2 separate regions of the Mus musculus genome follow, and region 2 is linked to region 1. A link is a contact called in public HiChIP or PLAC-seq data. All regions are on one chromosome and are shown on one strand. The core of a region is the stretch at or near the end of the contact, and the rest is flanking DNA. Distances in the headings are between cores, read along the strand shown.

Region 1 (3,497 bases), core at 538-3,037:
TCTGGTCTACCACTTTGTGCTGTTACTAATGTTACTAGGAAACTTTCTCATATGTTATTTCTGCTCTTCACTAGGAGGTTCTGTGCTTTGGTGTTCTTGGAAACCAATCACAACAGAAGTCACTTAGAACTGCTTTGTATAGTTAGCCACAGTAAGCTTGGACATGAACCAACCACCGGGCAGCACTTCCTGCACCTGGTTATGAGCTTTTATGGTCTTTGCTTTTATAAGTTGTCCCTGGGATGGACCCCCAACATAAGAGGGACCTCTGCACCAATAAAAGAATCTATATGGAATAAGACTTCCATTTTGAGTAGGGGTCAAGTAAAGTTTACCTCCCTGGGAACTGGCTTCCTACTTGGCAGAAAGAGACATGTATGTGGGTAACTGACATCCTGGTTGGTATGTTAAGACATGAATGTTAGACAAGGCAAGTTCCCTGCCACCACTGAATACCCCAACCAACTGAATCAGGATGCATGTACAACAAAGGCATGTTTCTAAGGAAACCACCATCCCTAAATCCTGATTGGTGGAATCACTTGGCACACATGATTGTAGATTTGGGACTTAAAAGCCCTGTAGGATCTTAACTTAAGGATGCAGTCCAGATCAAGGACGCAGTTCAGCTCCCGAGTCTGGGCTGCATCCCTGATGGATCAGTATTGGGATGTGATGTTCAATAAGCCATCCCTATTTGACCAAGATTGGTGTCTGAGTGGTTTGTGCGGTGATTCCCAGACCCCACCAGGTACGCTCAAAACAGCCATGCCGCTCTTACATCAGTGAGTCCGTCTTGCCTGACAGGTTGATATTGTAATATTCAAAGTTTATATTGGGTAAGACCACTGATCGTCCCCCTGGGTAAGTATCCCCATCACGTACATAGCGCTTTCCTGCACTATTAGCTTCTAAGGAGAAGCTTCCAGCTTTATTCTTTTGTGACCTATAATTGCATTGTGTGATGTTCTTGCATGCGCCCGACTGGCCAGGAAGAACGACGCTGCAACAGGACCCTTCCGCACACGTTTATTGGGAGAGCTTGATTACAGAGGCGAAGTGACCCCAAGCCCAGAACTGGTGCTGCTTATATAGGCCTAGGAGAGGTGTTCTCTCTCATCTGATTGGTTAACTTGTCTCTCATCTGATTGGTTAACTTGTCTCTCATCTGATTGTTTAACTTTGGTTAATTCTCAAAACCTCATCTTGGCAAAAGAACCTTTACTGCCTATGTATGTGTGGTGGCCAGCAGTAGCCAACTGCCACTCTGCAACTGCCACTCTGCAACTGCCACTCTGCAACTGCCACTCTGTAACTGCCACTCTGCAACGGCTTCCCACATGATGTCTTCAGCAATAAGGTAAACCATCTATATTTTAACACTCACTTTTTATTTTGTGTTTCTGAGTGTTTTGTCTATATATATATATGCATGCCTCATGCATGCCTGGTGTTATAGAAGCAAAATGTGGGTACCCTAGCCCTTGGAACTGGAACTACAGATGGTTCTGAGCTGCCATGTATGTGCTGGGAACTGAACCCAGGTCCTCTGCAAGAGCAGGTAGCACTCTTAATCGCTGAGTCATCTCTCCAGCCCCCCAGTTATATTTTAACTGTTTCTCATCTGTTCATGTTCCTACTTTGCTCCTAGGTAGATGATTTTGAATCTACCACATTAAGCTCCCCTCCTTGAAGAGCCTCCTGGTTCGGGCATTTGGCTCAGGGCAGCCACCACTTCCTCTATGTTCTCACTGTTGACTATGCAGGACTTGAAGCCAGTCTAGTTGGGGCCTTTGTGGGTGGGCTGATGCAAGTTCCTTCCTGTTCTCTGGCCGTCGCCATCTTTACCTTCGTGCTAACACTGACTCCTCCTAGTTCCCAGGAAGCACACAGCACACCGTCATCACACTCAGCCCCAGTGGCTTCCAAGGAAGAGATGAACCGTCTCTTCTAAAACATTCCATGAGGCACTCTTTCCACATCTCCCTTGAACTGTTGTGGCCTGGTTCAGACTCATAGGGTCACCTTTAAACAAACCAATGATAAGATGAGTGTGAGCACCTCGCAACCAGGTGCAGAATCCTCTGCCAGTTCACTGTGGGTGTGGCAGTTGGGCAGGAGGCTTCTGAGCAAGCTTTGCTGGAACTCTGCTCTGCTCTTGGACCTTTCACATATTGCCCCTTAGTGTGTGTGGGCACAGCAGCCCCTCACTCTCTCATCCTGTCTCAACAGGGACCCATCATGAGAGCCCAGGGTTCACACTAAAGCATCCCTCTCCTGCATAAAACTGATATTTTGCAGATGGCATTTTTTGTGTGTGAGTGTGAGTTTTCTGTGGGATGCAGTCTTGGAAATTTGACCTTTCAGCTCAGCCTCTCAGCTCAGTCTCCAGGACAAGGTAATGTTTCTCTCTTCAACAAAAGGTTCTATGAGGGAACTGATTCTTCATAGAGGAAGCCTAGATGATCACTGCTTTCCAGATGCGTGTGACAAATCCAGTAGCTATATTCCTGCCAATGTATTAATAATCCATCAATAAATAACTAAATAACTAACAAAAGAAGGAAGGAAAAAAGGAAGGAAGGGAGGAAGGAAGGAAGGAAGGAGGGAGGGAGGGAGGAATATTGTATTATTTGGCTGCCAATTTATCCCTTAAAACTATTCATCAGGGAACAGGCATTTCTCCAGTGTTAACTCGGGTCCCCTCTCTGACTCTGGGGAGGATACATCTTAATCTCAGGGTATCCTCAGGTGGCATCAGCCAAAGGAAGATAGAGTGCTGCTGGCATAGGGTTAGAAGGAAGTGACAGAAATCCCACCAGTCACAGCTTAAAGTCCCTGTCAAAAGGTCCCTGTGTACAGCTGTGGCACCCAGTGTGACCCCTTGACAAAGCTGTTTGGCTGGACCTCCACCTTGGATATTACTCTTTTTAACTTTATGTCTTTATTTTGTGTATATGGATATTTTGCCTGCATGTATGTATGTGTACCATGTATGTGCCTGGGGTCCACGTAGGTCAGAATAGGGTATCAGACCCCTGAACCTGGAGTTACAGATAGCCGTGAACCACCATGTGAGTTCTGGGAATTAACCCAGGTCCTCCGAAAGAGCAGCCAGTGCTCTTAACCACTGAGCCATCTCTCCAGCCCTTTGGACATTAATCTTATCCATCAGTCACTGGGCCACTTACCTGGGTTATCAGAGATGCAGCAAGATGCCACATGTCATAGATTCAATTATGTAGGAGAGAGGACACTCTGATGTGTCTTTCTAGGACTCATTTAGTGATGTGCCTGTGTCGAGAGCCATTGTCTGCTTCCTACAATAACTAGTGCTGGAAATTTCCCAACATATAGACTTGCCAGGATAACAGAAAGTCAACACTGCCCTTCTTCCGACTCTGACACACAGAGACACCACAGGACACCTAAGAGCAGTGAATACCGTTTCATAGTTGACCCCACAGAGCAACTATGGGGAGAGAGGGTCCCACACA
Region 2 (3,497 bases), core at 336-2,835, 73 kb before region 1:
GTGGCTCTTACCCATAAGCCACCTCTCTAACTCCTAATATTTATTTCATTATGTGTTTCAGCCTAATACAGAATGAATACATCTGGAGATGTGGCTCAATGGTAGCATGCTTGTCTACAGTGCATTAAACCCTGGTTTTGATCTCAGTCCACACAAAAAAGGAAAATATTATTAAATGACGTTTTGTGTTGGTAGCTGAGGTGGGGTGTGTGTGTGTTTGTGACGGATTGTGTGTGTTAGGTAATGTATGTGTGTATTTTTGTGGTGCATGTGTGTATGTGAGGGTGAGGTGGGTTATATGTGTGTGTATATATGCATGTGTGAGGTAGGTTGTGTGTGTGGTGGGTTATGTGTGTGTATGTGTATTTGTGTGTATATGTGTGTGGTGTGTATTTGTATGGTGTGTGTGGTGTGTGAGTGTATATGGTATATGTGTGTTTGTGCTGTTTGTGTGCATATGTGTGTGATCTGTGTGTATGTATGTGTGCTGGATTATGTATATGTGGTATATGTGTGTGGTCTGTGTATATATCTGTGTTGTGTATATGTGGTATGTGTGTGCATGGGCATGTGTTCATGTGTGTATGTGCATCTGTGTGTGCATTAGTGTGTACATTCATGTGTGTGTAGATTCTCCTGTGTGAATGTGTGTGTGTATGTGCATATGTATGTGTTTGTAAAATTCCTCCCATAATAATTTGATACCAGGGATACATGTACCTATATCTACATATCTACACTTGAAATTGGTCCTCTGGATTTAAACCAACTGCAGATTCCCACAATATGGGAGGCTTACTGGAGGAAGAGAGCTTGAAGCCAGCTTGGGCTGCACAGCAAAACTCTGTCTTACAGAAACAGAACCAGGGCTTGTGGATTCAGGGCAGTGGGTAGAGTGCATTCGTGAAACCTTGGTTTCAGGCTTCAGAGTCTCATAAAAGAGCATGGTGGGGAATGTCCGTAACGCTAGCACTTTAATGTTGGAAAAAGGAAAATGAGAAGCTCAAGGCCAGCTTTGGCTCCATGAGACTTTCCTTAAAACCCACAGTCTCCCTTGTTCTTTGAGTCAATGCCTGTGTCAATAGTAGCCATTGTGGCAGATGCCCCTGGCCACAGAAATCCGTGCTGAGACGTCCATAGCTAGATGAATTCCTGCTGCCCCAGGCTGAGCCTTCAGAAATGCCCTCTGCCACCCAGGGCTTAGCCTAGGCTACTGCCACGGGCTTAGCCTGGGCTGCCTTGTACACTCTTGCTACTACAGCCACTATGCCTTTGGTTGTTCTCCTCTCCCATGATCCCCTGCAACTCAGTTACTTCCTAGGTGAGGGCTTTGCTGTATCCCATCCTTTGTGTCTGTCTCTGCTGATCTGTGTGTCTGCATCTCTCCTCCTGATTCCCATCTGTCTTTCAAGTTCATGTGTCCCATTGCATCTACTCATTAGAGGAAGTTCCCTGTTCACCCGGCTGTCACTCTTTTCCAGTGACTTGGTTGTCTCAAAGATTGACATCATCTTCTTCCTGTATGCAAAATTGAGAAATTTTGTCAAGGAAGTTACTGAGAGAAGTGAACAAGAGAGACCTAAAGGCAACTCAAGCTGAGCTGCGAGTCCTCACAGGGTCCTGACATCTGTCGTCAACAAGGACATGAGAGGAGACGACCATGTGGCAGTTCTCTGCTCTACTCCTATTCTTCCTCCCAGGTAAGTAGCAAGGGCTTTAGACACTTCCATGTCAGTGGTGAGGGCGACCAAGACGGTCTGTTCTGTGTTAGAGAAACCTGGCTGATCTATTCACCAGCTGCTTACCCCTAAAAGAAAAGGCAAGTTTTTTGACATCTTGTGGATTCTATGTGTACTGCAGAAAAACAAATTTCAAAATAAAAAATAAAAATAAAAGCCAAAAACAAACCTTCCAACCCTAGCTGCTCCACGAAAGCCGATGAGTGAGTGGATGAACTAATTCTCACAAAATGTATTTTGGGTTTCATGTTTGGCACATGCAGCCTAGGATGCCCCTGAACTTGTGATCCTCCGGACTCCACCCTCTGAGTGCTGGGGTTTCTAGATGCAGCTCCATCTCCCGTTCTGCTGTGAGCTTTAGTTGACACAGTAATGAATACTTACAGGGGCTGGGTGTGGTGGTGATTACCTTTAATGCCAGCACTCAGAAAGCAGAGGTGGGTGGACCTCTGTTGGTTCAAGGCCAGCCTGGCCCACATTTTGAGAAAACCTGATGGAGTACAATGTGGCTTTTTCACAAGTTTGTACAAGATGTAGTGATCAGATCAGGGTAGCTGGGCTTTCATCAGTCATTTGTCATTTCTTTGTAATCTTGTGTATGAGGTATTTTGAAATATTCTGTTGTCAGACATATTTTCATCTCTCTCATACAACACTAAAAGTTGTCATTCTCATCAAATAATAGATACCCCTGTGTCCTACAAACTCTATCTCTAATTGCAAGCACTCTCCTGTCTTCCCTAATACCCTTCCCAGGCTGATAACCTCTTTTCTATTTTCTACTCCTTTGAGGTTAACTTTTGTTCTTTTGAGAAAAAATGTGTCTCTGTGATATATGTGTGAAAATGTTTGTGTGTATGTCTCTCTGTGTGTGTACACACATGTGCATGTGCTCTCAGGTGCACACATGGGTGCACACATACATGTGGAGATTGACACTGGATCCCTTTCTCTAACACTCTCCACCTTGTTTATTCAGACATGGTCTCCCGCTGCTCCTGAGCTCACAGATTCAGTCTATCTGGCCTGTGATCTCCAGGATCCTCCTGTCTTTCGGGTTACAGACACCCCCACCTCACCTGGCTTTCTACCAGGCAGACCCATAGTCTGCAAAGATTCCCACACTGCAGGCTGTCTCTCCATGCTGTTGGTTGTGTCCTTTAAGTTTAAAATAATTACATTCAGCAATTTTTTGTTTTCTAACTTGTGGCATTAGGAAATGTTTTGTTGTTGAAGCCAATACCCTGAAGAACTTTCTTTATACTTTTTCTTCCTCCCTCCCTCCCTCCCTCCCTCCCTCCCTCCCTCCCTCCCTCCCTCCTTCCTTTTTTTCTTCCGTTATGTCTTTCCTAAGAGTTAATAGCTGTATCTAGACACAACAGAAGAGGGCATCAGATCCCCTTACAGATGGTTGAGAGTCGCCATGTGGGTAGTGGGAAGTGAATTCAGGACCTCTGGAAGAGCAGCCTGTGGTCCTAACCACTGAGCCATCTCTCCAGAGCCTGCTTTATCATTAAGCAGGTATTTGGAATTTGTTGCTTGTGCATGCTGTGTAAGCCCCTCACCAACAGTGCTGCGTCCTCAGACCTACCCAGGAGCTCTGGGACTCAGATTCCACGGATCTGAAGGACAGCACAGGGTCTGCGTGCTGTGAGCTCTGCACCACATGGAGGTCAGATTGCTTGGTGTCATTTTGGTCAGCCTCCAGGACATCTATCCCAGAGACTGCTGGAATGACCAATAGTGGTTTCTGTGTGG

Evidence for each region. HiChIP or PLAC-seq counts read pairs in DNA pulled down with a chosen protein or histone mark.
Region 2: an H3K27ac HiChIP or PLAC-seq map of the HPC-7 cell line shows a contact between it and region 1, with 6 times the contacts expected there. The contact joins the promoter of Cd300ld here to the enhancer-like site in region 1. A contact is called at or near these places in 7 of 39 promoter capture datasets (the 3T3-L1 cell line, the C10 cell line, the HPC-7 cell line and 3 more), 12 of 484 Hi-C or Micro-C datasets (the BV-2 cell line, the HPC-5 cell line, bone marrow-derived macrophages and 6 more), 5 of 115 datasets of contacts at active chromatin or transcription factors (the HPC-7 cell line, bone marrow-derived dendritic cells, bone marrow-derived macrophages and 2 more) and 3 of 9 other capture datasets (adipose tissue, bone marrow-derived macrophages and pancreatic islet).

What each region holds. Positions count from the first base shown.
Region 1 is chr11:114,915,616-114,919,112 of GRCm38.p6, reverse strand. No RefSeq gene overlaps it. Among named protein-coding and RNA genes, the nearest start is that of Cd300lb, 17 kb to the left of the region's middle. Within about 2 kb of position 1,787, at least 46 of the 459 cell types and tissues checked have an H3K27ac peak or open chromatin away from gene starts, as enhancers often do. A contact at or near this core is called in the BV-2 cell line, the HPC-5 cell line, the HPC-7 cell line and 5 more, where this site is marked.
Region 2 is chr11:114,987,974-114,991,470 of GRCm38.p6, reverse strand. Cd300ld (CD300 molecule like family member d) reads left to right here and starts at 1,585. Exons shown (of 4, transcript NM_145437.2): 1 at 1,585-1,700. The coding sequence starts at 1,661.